Regions from separate parts of the Sus scrofa genome. Here region 2 is linked to region 1. A link is a contact called in public HiChIP or PLAC-seq data. All regions are on one chromosome and are shown on one strand. Each heading gives the region's core, a stretch centred on a gene start, on an enhancer-like site or on the middle of the called end of the contact. The rest is flanking DNA. Distances are from core to core; before and after follow the strand shown. Region 1 overlaps MED13L (mediator of RNA polymerase II transcription subunit 13-like). Region 2 overlaps MED13L (mediator of RNA polymerase II transcription subunit 13-like).

Region 1 (5,330 bases), core at 1,354-3,853:
TTTGCCGTGATCTGTGGTGTGGGTTGCAAACACGGCTCAGATCTGGCATTGCTGTGGTTGTGGTGTAGGCTGCAGCTACAGCTCCGATTCGACCCCTAGCCTGGGAACCTCCATATGCCGCAGGAGCAGCCCTAGAAAAGACCAGAAAAAAAAAAAAAAGAGAAGTGTTGACACTGAATTTTCTAAAATCATAGACAGTAAGGTATGTAGGAAAGTATTACTATGTTTGTATATTTTGTAGTCTTTGAATTTTCAGTTGACTTTTGGTGATTTCTGGTTATATCTGACTAAATGAAATGAATTTTAATCAACTCTGTAAATGAGTTTATTCCCAATTGAAATGAAAAAGAATTGCATTCTGTGAGAGTAGTGGCTCGTTTACCAATAAAATTAACACGAATGAAATGAAATTATCTTTAGTTAAAATGTCATTCAGTTTGAAAATTTTTTCTAAAAAGAAAATCTTATCCCTGACTTTTTACTGTTTTATAAAGGTATAAAAACAGTAAATTTACTATTCATCAAATTAATCTCTGACTAAATTGCAAGATTTTTAACATTGTTTGCATTTATTTCTTCTAGTATACAAATCTGATGGATTTTGAAAACAGATGAATTAATCACTGCAGCTTTCTAGAGTTGTAGTATGTTTGTATCAGCATTTATATGGAGATTTTATTACATGGCAGTAATAATTCTTGAGATTTTAACACTGTGTACCTGAAAAGTAAATTTATTTTAATTTTCAATTTGCTGTTACTTTGTGGATAATAATGGAAAAATGCATTTGTGTTTCGAGAGAAACAGAAAACACTTAGGGAAAAGACAGGCTCACTGGTAAATGATAGTTAGTTCTAAGTAGTTATAAAGTAAATGTTTCTTGTTTTCACTGTGTTTAGTTTTGAAAGAATTAATTTGCAGAAACTATAGAATAGTAATAGTTTTCATTGCATGATGATTATCCAAATGATTTTAGTGTATAATTACTGAAATACTAGCTTTAATAGAAAATTACAAATTTATTAAAAGAGTAAAATGCTTATTACAGCTTTGGTAAGCAGTAAATTTATATTGTAAAATTATGATTAAGATCATAATGACTGCAGAATCCTTTCATATGAAAATGGGAAAAGATCTAATGGATTAGATAGAATTATTAAGTTAAATGTGCTTGAAATTTAGAGAATAATCTAAAGTCTAGCTTTTGAATATAAATAAAATTGATGTTACCACAGGCAACTTACTGAACCATGTAATTAGTTTTTTTTCTATAAAAAATGAGACATTTATACTGAGATTGTGATGAAATAGCATGTAAAGGGCTTATGTTCTAATGGTATGAAAATTAAACAATTGGTGAAAATTATAATTTAAAAATTATTGCTTTAGGGAAAAATTAATCATTTGATGGGGGCAGGTGGAGATTTGTGTTTTGGTGAGTATAGGCATTATATATAAACTCACGTACTGTATAAAGTAAACCTGAGTAAAACTTCCTGGTAATGAGGTATTAAAATCACAACCACAAGCAGAGTTGAATATTAACCTAAAAATAGGCAAACAATTATTGGTGTACTCCAGCTTTTTTTTTTCTTTTTCCTTCCTCCCTTCCTCCCTCCCTCCTTCCTTCCCTTTTTTTGCTTGATGTGTATTATTTTTAGTGATGAATACATTTCAAAATATTGTTCCTCAATAGAAACTTTAAGACACCGCATTGTAAATCAACTATCCTTTAATGAATAATAAAAAAGAAAACTTTAAGATTTGAAAGAGGTTCCTATACATTCAAGTAATATTAAGATTTCTTTACCCAGTAAAGCAATTTCTTTGTTTTATCTCTTGTTCAGGTAGTTTGATCTAAAAATCTAAATATAGGAGTTCCCTTTGTGGCTCAGTGGTTAACGAATCCGACTAGGAACCATGAGGTTGCGGGTTCGATCCCTGGCCTTGCTCAGTGGGTTAAGGATCCGGTGTTGCCATGAGCTGTGGTGTAGGTTGCAGATGTGGCTCGGATCTGGCATTGCTGTGGCTGTGGTGTAGGCTGGCGGCTCTAGCTCTGATCAGACCCCTAGTCTAGGAACCTCCATATGCCGCAGGAGTGGCCCTAGAAAAAGGCAAAATACCAAAAAAAAAAAAAAAAAATCTAAATGTGGTAAATTGGAGAAAAAGTTAATGATGTATTAGTTGAATTTAAAGGCCCAGTTAATTCAATAAAAAAGATGTGCTTAAACACTAAAATGGAATGATGCAGAGATCCCAAATTACACATACAGAGAACAAAAACACCTTCGGTACAAAATTTACAAGCAAATTCTTTGCTGGCATATTCACATAGCATCAGATCAGTCTGTTGGTTGTATTTTACATAGGACATTAAATGTCTCTAAATTAAAACTGGGGTTTTTTAAAGGAAAGAAGAAAGTGGGAATCTGTCTCAGTGGTTCATCGGTGAGAGAGCTCAGTGAGTATTCTCTCCCATTTATAAGTTTAAATTAGCATACTCAAAGGGAAACTGAAGCTTATAAAAAGTCACTAAGACTAGTGACTTAGTCATGTCACTAGTTGCAATGAAACTCAAACCCATATACATAACATGAAACTACGTGATTGTGCCATATAAAATGACTAAATTGAAGTTCCTACTTTGGCACAATGGATTAATGATCTGTCTTATCTCTATGGAGGCACCGGTTTGATCCTTGGTGGCCTGGCACAGTGAGTTAAGGATCTCTCATTGATCCAGTTATGGTGCAGCTCTGGCTCAGATTGGTTTATGGCCTGGAAACTTCCATAATCCATGGGTGCAGCTGAAAAAAAAAAAAAAACAAAAGAGCAAATCAGTTATACCATGCCATTTAAAATAAAACCCATTTAACGATTAGAGTCTATATCTAATCAGATCTGTTTCCTAAACTTATAAAAAGAATACTGGTTTGTGTAATTCTGGGGCAGTGGGCTTATCTTTTTTGATTTTAAATGTTTTGTATGACATTTGGTAAATGTTTATTCCAGTAATGTCAGCTCATTTAGTTTAGATCTGAACTGAGCACACACCAAATTGATAATGGAGGAAAAATAAAGTAAATAAAAATAGTTTGGGAGTTATAAAAACTTGACAAATGACACATTGAATATTTAGACTTGATATGAGATTAGCATTTGCTTTTATAATTTTACTGAGATAACTAAAAAGCTAGAATTACATATCTGTTATCATTTTTTCCTTATGTAGATCTATTATAATAGGTCCAGTTCTTGATAAATCAGAAATATGTACTAAAAGAATAGGATAACTATTGTGTGAAGCAGGAGTTAGTTGTAGAGGCTACCATTTAGTTAACTTAAATGGTTTCTGGACTTGTTTATATTAGACTAGACTAAACCAGTTTATAGATATCTTAACTTTTGTGAATAATTGTATTTGCTGATGGTTTCCGTTTTATTTTTTGATGCTTGAACAAATGGTAATTAGAACTTCATACACATACACAGAGAGTCATGAGCATTACTAGAAGCCAAAATGTTTTCTTCTGTATAAAAATATTTTAATAGCAGAAATAATACATAAATCTACTCCTTCTTCCCCCCTCAAAGAACCCAAAAGTTTAGATATGCTTTAAGCACTAGAGAGTTATGAAATTGGATTCTCTTGCTTTAAGTATTTCATGCCTAAGCTGTCCTGATGCTACCTGATGAGGGTTTCTCATCGTTGTGGCTAGTGAGTGTTTGATAACTGTCTTTACAGCTCTGTCTATGTAAATATTTTTGAACAATTTTCCACAAGTACTGGGCCACATACCTATTTCTTAAAAACCCAACATTGGTAAAATGTACTCTTTGTATAATTGGGTCTTGTTTTGGTCCTAGCTCTTTCATATTATGATTTGGCAGTGAATTCAACAGAATAAGCATTATCCTCTTGAGGCCCATCTAGGATTGAGTTAAAGGGCTTCTGCAGTATCCACATGATCATACAATTAGGTTTTTTTTGTTTGTTTTTTTTTTTTTTTTGGTGCTGTGATAGTGTAACTGAATATGAGCTGGTTGTCAGGATGTTGTAGTAGAATAATACCTTGCAGTTTGCAGTTAATCATGCAGCAAAACTGGTTTGACTTAAAAAAATTTAAGAATAAGATTAGAAAATAGATTCTAAGGGTGAAGTGTCTTTATGTTGAAAAGGATTGTGTATATACAGTGGTAAAGTGAAGAGTAGCGCATTCACAGATCTGTTTTTAGCAACTTCTTCCTCCTATTTAATATAGTGTCATGTGCAAAATATATTCCATTTTAAAATGTACTTTTATTTATGGCTTTACGAGCCTTGAGGGGAGGTAACACTTCTTGCTAATCTTCTTGAAGCCTTATTCTCTGCCAGCAGTAGGAAATTAGTAAATATTTGTGAAATGACTGCCTGAAGAAAGGAAGTGTGAGCTTCATCAAGATGAGGTCTTTTCATTAAGATTATTTTTTTATTTTTCTACTGATCATCTTGGGCTTGTTTAAATATAAGCAGTTTTGATGTTTATTATTTTTAAGAGGGCATGTTATTCACATTGAAATATATTTAGTCTAAAAGAGAAAAATTTAGAAACTGTCAGTTCAGTTTCAGGCAATACATTTTAAACTTATTTTTAAAGTAGCCTAGTAGATGGTGATAACGAAAAGGAGGCGTGCCTTGGCATCTTTGGGCAAATTACATACAATTATTTTTAGGGTGGAAGTAACATTTGTTGACAGTGACTCTAATATTGAAAAATCTATCATGCCATTTATTGACATGAAGAGTGTAACGAGGAAGGGCCCTCGATTCCAGTAGCAAATCTGGGGCTGGGGCTGTCATGCCCACTCCTGTAGTAAACGTTTCATTAGCCAGAACTCAGCTGGAGCCCGCAAACAGATTTAAAAAGACCTCTCTCTCCCTTAACCCGTTCTCAATAAGCACAAACCATTTTACAAAAAAGGAAGGTTAAATGACTTAAATATATCATTATCAGGGATTAGACCCAGTATGTACGGATATCAGTTTGATTCACAACATATATGGTTGGGACAGTGAGGTAGAATATACTAGGGGCAAAAACACTTTCATGGGATGTCCTGGAGTCAGTACCAATTCAGCTCAGCTGCTCACACATTTAAATTTATAATATTTTGTAACAGCAGTAAAATAATGTATAAAAGGATGTTTTAAAAACATTCTTTGAGCTTTATAAAATGTTCTCACTCTTTAATGATCTTTTACATTTAGAATTGCTACCATGTATTTATTTAACAGATACTTGTTGAGCCTACCTTGTCTCAGGTGCTATACAGAATACAGAAGTGAATCA
Region 2 (5,330 bases), core at 1,243-3,742, 81 kb after region 1:
TTAAAAAGTCTCTCCATGAAGTAGTTGGAGCTTTAGAGAATATACATTCATAGTGGTTATGAAAGGTACAGTAAGTGAGCTATTGGCTATATTAGCCAATTTGATTAACTGTTGATTAACTGTTCTGCATGCAGAATTTATATTGAGAATGATTTGAGCAAAAAAATACATGTTTTGGAAGTTCCCGTTTGTGGCTCAGCGGTAAGGAACACGACTAGTATCCATGAGGATGCGGGTTCGATCCCTGGCTTTGTTTAATGGGTTAAGGATCTGGCATTGCTGTGAGCTCTGGGGTAGGTCATAGATGTGGCTGGGATCCCATGTTGCTGTGGCCATGACGTAGGCTGGCAGGTATAGCTCTGATTCGGCCCCTTGCCTGGGAACTTTCGTATGCTGTGGGTGTGGCCCTAACAAAAAGAACTCCCTCCCCCAAAGTACATGTTTTGGGGTAGGCTCTCTCATTAACAGGAAAAAAATTATCTATCTATTTATCCATCTATCTATCTATCTATCTATCTATCTATCTATCTCTCTTTTGGGGGTGGGAAAACAGATTTGGAACCAAGATCCTCAAGAAGTGTCACAATCACCCAGAATTTCAGAAAAAATATCTAAAATCACTCTTATTTAGGGTTGGACCATGGGGAACCAAGCTCTTTGGAACAGTGGAGGGCAGGAATTCTCAGGAATACTTTGGCGTCAACTTTGCTTTCTCATCCTAGATGAAGATGTGGTCTTGTTGCTGCTAAGTTTAATTTAGGAATCAGGAAAGTTTATTTTCAAACATTCTTTTAAATGGAATCATGGTGTGAGTACTTCCAAATGGTGAGTTAAGCCTTTGGGACAGTGGAATAGCAAGAATTTCTCAGTTCAGTCAAGACCCTTTCTAGTATGTGACATGTGGAATCCAGGCATGAAGAAAAAACCAAGCTAAGATAAGCTGCATGTGTGAGTATTCTGTGGCTCTGTATAGCCACCTGGCTTTTATTAAGTTATCTAGCATTGGCTAAATAATTGGGCATTTTAAGGAGGTATATGTGTGTGGTCTCTTTTAGCCAATCCATAACCTGATTTTATAAAGGTACAAATTGTTGTGATTTTCTTTTTTGCTTGAAAATAGGTTTTGTATACTTATTTACATAGTTGAAGATTTGTAACTTTAATATATTCCATTGATGAACATGAACAACTAACTCATCAGGGTCTTGCCCTCTCCAGAGACATGGGAATGAAAATGTTCTGGGGTAACTACTTTTTTGCCTTGTCCTGCAGTTTGCTTCTTTTCATAGCAATATATAGAAAACATGGTGGTTATATCTAGCTTGGACCATGGAAGTCAACTAATACACAATTTAATTAAAACCCCATAGAAAAAGAGGTCCCCGAGAAGAGTAATGAAAGTGAGTCAACTCGTAAGAAGTATAAATCAAGGTAATATCAGCTGTTATGGACAAGCTGGGAACCTAACTGCTTTATATAATGTTTCCTGGGAGAACAAAATTTTGAATTCCAAACCAGTGATTTACAAATGAAATTATGGAGCACTACCCATTTGTAATTGAGATCTTTCTAAGCCAATTTAAGAGGAAAGGGTATGCCCAAATTTTTAAGGCTCAGATTATCATTGTTTCTTTTTAGTTAATTTGTTACCGAGAAATGATCTTGTGTTGTATTTTGTTTGTTATGTGCATAAAATGTTGTATGATAATTTTCTGTGTACATTGATGTGGCAGAGTAGCCCATGGCCTCATTTAGTTTGATGCTGAAGGAGGAAGAAAAATATTTCCCATTTGTTAAATTCTAAAATTTCTGTTCATGCTCCATTACCCTTCCTTTTCCCCCTCCCTACTCTGAACAACAACAAAACAATACAAAGTGAAACAAAAATAAGAACCCTTTTCAAGCAATTTTGTATCCTTTTTTTTTTTTTTTTTTTTTTTTTTTTTTGGTCTTTTTAGGGCCTCAGCCTGTGGCATGTGGAGGTTCCCAGGCTAGGGGTCTAATCACAGCTGTTGCCACTGGCCTATGCTACAGCCACAGCAATGCCAGATCTGAGCCACGTCTGTGACCTACACTGCAGCTCACGGCAGTGCGGGCTCCTTAACCCACTGAGCAAGGCCAGGGATTGAACCTGTGTCCTCGTGGATGCTAGTCAGATTTGTTTTTGCTGAGCCACGATGGGAACTCTGTAACCTTTTCTTTGGAACAGTGAAAAACGCTTGCCGCATATTACAGTTAAGAAGCGAAAGTGATGGCTTTTTCACACATGTGTTTAAATGCTCTCAAAATCACTTTTTAGGAGGTTAACTATAATAGTGATCAATTTGATAAAAGATATGTGAGGATTTTAAGGGTATTTTGAAAATTTCTTGAGGTTCTTTAGTATTTCCATCTCTTGCCCAAATGTTTATTCTATAGAATGTAAACAGTAAAGAAAACAGACTAAATCTAAGCATTTCATAATCAGTGGTTAGCTACTGATGTAGATCAGAATTAAGCAATCAACAGCGATTACAGAGTCATTTGGTGGAGAGCAAACCTGTAATTCTTTCTCTCTCTGAAGCCAACAGAGCCTGAACCCACAACGCTTGCTGGTAGATAAGATAAAATGTAGCAGACAATTTTGAATTCATCTCTTTGATTTGAGTGGAAGAGCTTGGCTGCATGCAATTCTAATATTTAAGGACACTAAAAAGAGTTCTTATTTTTAAGAAATATAATTCTGACATATCAGTATATTTAAAAAAGAATTCTTATGTTAAGTTAATGTAACACACTTAAGTTCATACTGCTTTAGAATGTTTGTATTAAAAAAGGGTCACTTCATTTTTATACATACATACTCAAATTTATTTACTACCTGAACTTAAAGGTAGTAAATAAATCAGTGGTAGTCTTGAACTTTTAATGTAGTCTGTGTCTTAAGTAAGAAACAACTGTGAAATTATTGTTATATGCTTGTTTGATGATAGTAGTCATTTGCTAACAATTGACTACCACTAGTTACTTACAGGCACTGGAAACAAACAGTGAAGAAAACATACTAAAATCTTTTTTTGTTGTGGCTTTTAAATTATAGAGGAGATAGTAAAGAAGTAAACACAAAATAGTATATCAGATGCCATTTACTATCATGGAAGAAAATGAAGTACTCAGGAGTAGAGTTGCTATTTTAAATAGAATGGTCACATGCTATTGTGTATGGAATGGATGGTCACTGGAAACCTGATGTATAGAGCAAGGGGATCTCTACCTAATATTCTGTAATAACTATATGGGAAGAGAATCTGAAAAAATGGATGTATGTGTAACTGAATTACCTTGTTGTACAGCAGTAATTATCACAACATTGTATCAACTCTATTTCAGTTAAATTAGAATGGTGATAGAAAGTCTCACTGATTAAGGTGACATTTGAGCGGAGGCCTGAAAAAGTGGTCATATCATAGATACAATTTTGAAGGTAGGATTTGGTTCCTTCGATATGGATTGTGAGTGAGCAAGTATAAAACAAAATTTGAATACATTTATAGGAACTCGTCAGTGCTTTTTGATATTGCTCAATTATTTCATTAAATAATTTTGGAAATCTGGATGCCAAGATAATTTTATTTTTATGTTTTGTTATGTGTTATCAATTCTCTTTGCACATTTTGTATGTTAGAGTATTTGTGTAGCTCCATTTATGGATTGGATTTCTATATATGAGGATATAAAAAATCAATTTCAGGATTATAGTGCAGTGTACTGCTGCTGCCACCTAATGTTTATAGCCTTCATTTATATAATTACAATAACTGGTTATGCATAGCTTTAATATTGGTTTGAAACAGAATGTTAACAGATTAATTGAACCTTACTTAATTGCCTTCATATTAGATTCCTGATATGGATGTTTAATGTGATAATTGAATTGTCTAGAAATAAGATTGTAGATTGAAGATTAATTTTATTGGCATCTTGATCTCTGTATTGAATTGAGTTCAACAAATATTTATTCATTGTACTCAGCCCTGTCATCTCTCTGCCCTCATAATGATTATGTTTTAATGGGCAGGGGACAGGGTTTTATTGTTTGTTTTTTGTATTGTATACAAGCAATGAAATAATTAGCATTTGAAGGAGACAAACAGGGCAACCAGGTATAGACCAGGAACTTATAGTTGAATAAGGTAGATAGACATTTAAAATGTAATTCGATTAAAATGTGATGACTATCATTTTAGCCATTCTTCCTGCTGCGTAGGAGTAATGCTTGTTAGAAACTGCCCTGAAATAACTCAAGAAGTTATAGGAATAGTGTTACTAATGTAATATTTTCAAGTCATTGCTGAATTGGTTTTTTACTGCTGCAGGATAGATATTTAGCTTGAGCAGAGACCACTTGTTATTGCAGATTAGTGGTTTTAGGCCAGTTTTAGTGATTGCTTTTCTGGGTCCTTTTTGTGTGTGTGTGTGTGTGTGTGTGTGTGTGTGTGTGTGTGGTTGCTATCTCAAACATGCCTTTCTCCAGGTATCTCCTATATTACACCTCAAAGATAGCAGTATTTCATGAGGGATGAAATAAGTTTTGTCTACATGCATATATATTTGTAAGACTTACTCATAACTCCATTAATGAACTAGGAAGATAATGAATAGTTACTGTGTCCCAGGTAATATTCTGGGCATTGAGGATATTGCCTAGAAATGAAGCGTGCAGATCTTAACTTCATTAAGCTTACATTTTATTCTAGTAGGGGATGGGGTGAGGAGACATAATAAACACACATAAATATATAGGATGTCAGTGGGTGGTAAATGCTCAGGAGAAAAATAGAGTAGGATAAGGAGGATAGAGCATGCTGGAAAAAGGGGGGGGCATATGCTTTTTGGTTACTTTATACAAATTTTCCTTTTCATGATAATTTTGTTCCTAGGTGAGATATAAAAAGAAAGTATACTTGAAATTCCCTATCTGTCTTGGGAACTGGAACAGTTCACATCCATCTATTCATCTAGTAAATACTGAGCAAGCTTATTACCTTGCCCTATGTACTCTGTGAAACAAAGGGGATAAAAGACATGTTTGGTCCCCTTAAGGAGTTTAAAATCAGACTGGGAAGATATTTTAGCTTTTGACTTGATGACAAACTGTTTTACTTGTGAACTGAGACCCTTTGGTGGATTATAATACTGACTGCTGAAAATCAGTATTTCCTCTAGAGATTGTCATATCTTTCTTTGAAGAAAAGGGGAATCTCTACATTGTGATTCATTGTTTCTTGCTGAGTGTAATTTGGAAAACCTACCAAGTTTTCATCAATCATCATTGAATCACCTTGTGATTT

The links. HiChIP or PLAC-seq counts read pairs in DNA pulled down with a chosen protein or histone mark.
Region 2: an H3K27ac HiChIP or PLAC-seq map of alveolar macrophages shows a contact between it and region 1. The contact joins two enhancer-like sites. A contact is called at or near these places in 6 of 47 Hi-C or Micro-C datasets (embryonic fibroblasts, fetal skeletal muscle, heart right ventricle and 2 more) and 1 of 2 datasets of contacts at active chromatin or transcription factors (alveolar macrophages).

What each region holds. Positions count from the first base shown.
Region 1 is chr14:36,110,723-36,116,052 of Sscrofa11.1, forward strand. The region is part of intron 2 of MED13L (mediator of RNA polymerase II transcription subunit 13-like); the gene reads left to right. Among named protein-coding and RNA genes, the nearest start is that of MED13L, 52 kb to the left of the region's middle. Within about 2 kb of position 2,604, at least 1 of the 83 cell types and tissues checked has an H3K27ac peak or open chromatin away from gene starts, as enhancers often do. A contact at or near this core is called in alveolar macrophages, where this site is marked.
Region 2 is chr14:36,191,994-36,197,323 of Sscrofa11.1, forward strand. All of the region lies in intron 2 of MED13L (mediator of RNA polymerase II transcription subunit 13-like), which reads left to right. Among named protein-coding and RNA genes, the nearest start is that of MED13L, 130 kb to the left of the region's middle. Within about 2 kb of position 2,493, at least 1 of the 83 cell types and tissues checked has an H3K27ac peak or open chromatin away from gene starts, as enhancers often do. A contact at or near this core is called in alveolar macrophages, where this site is marked.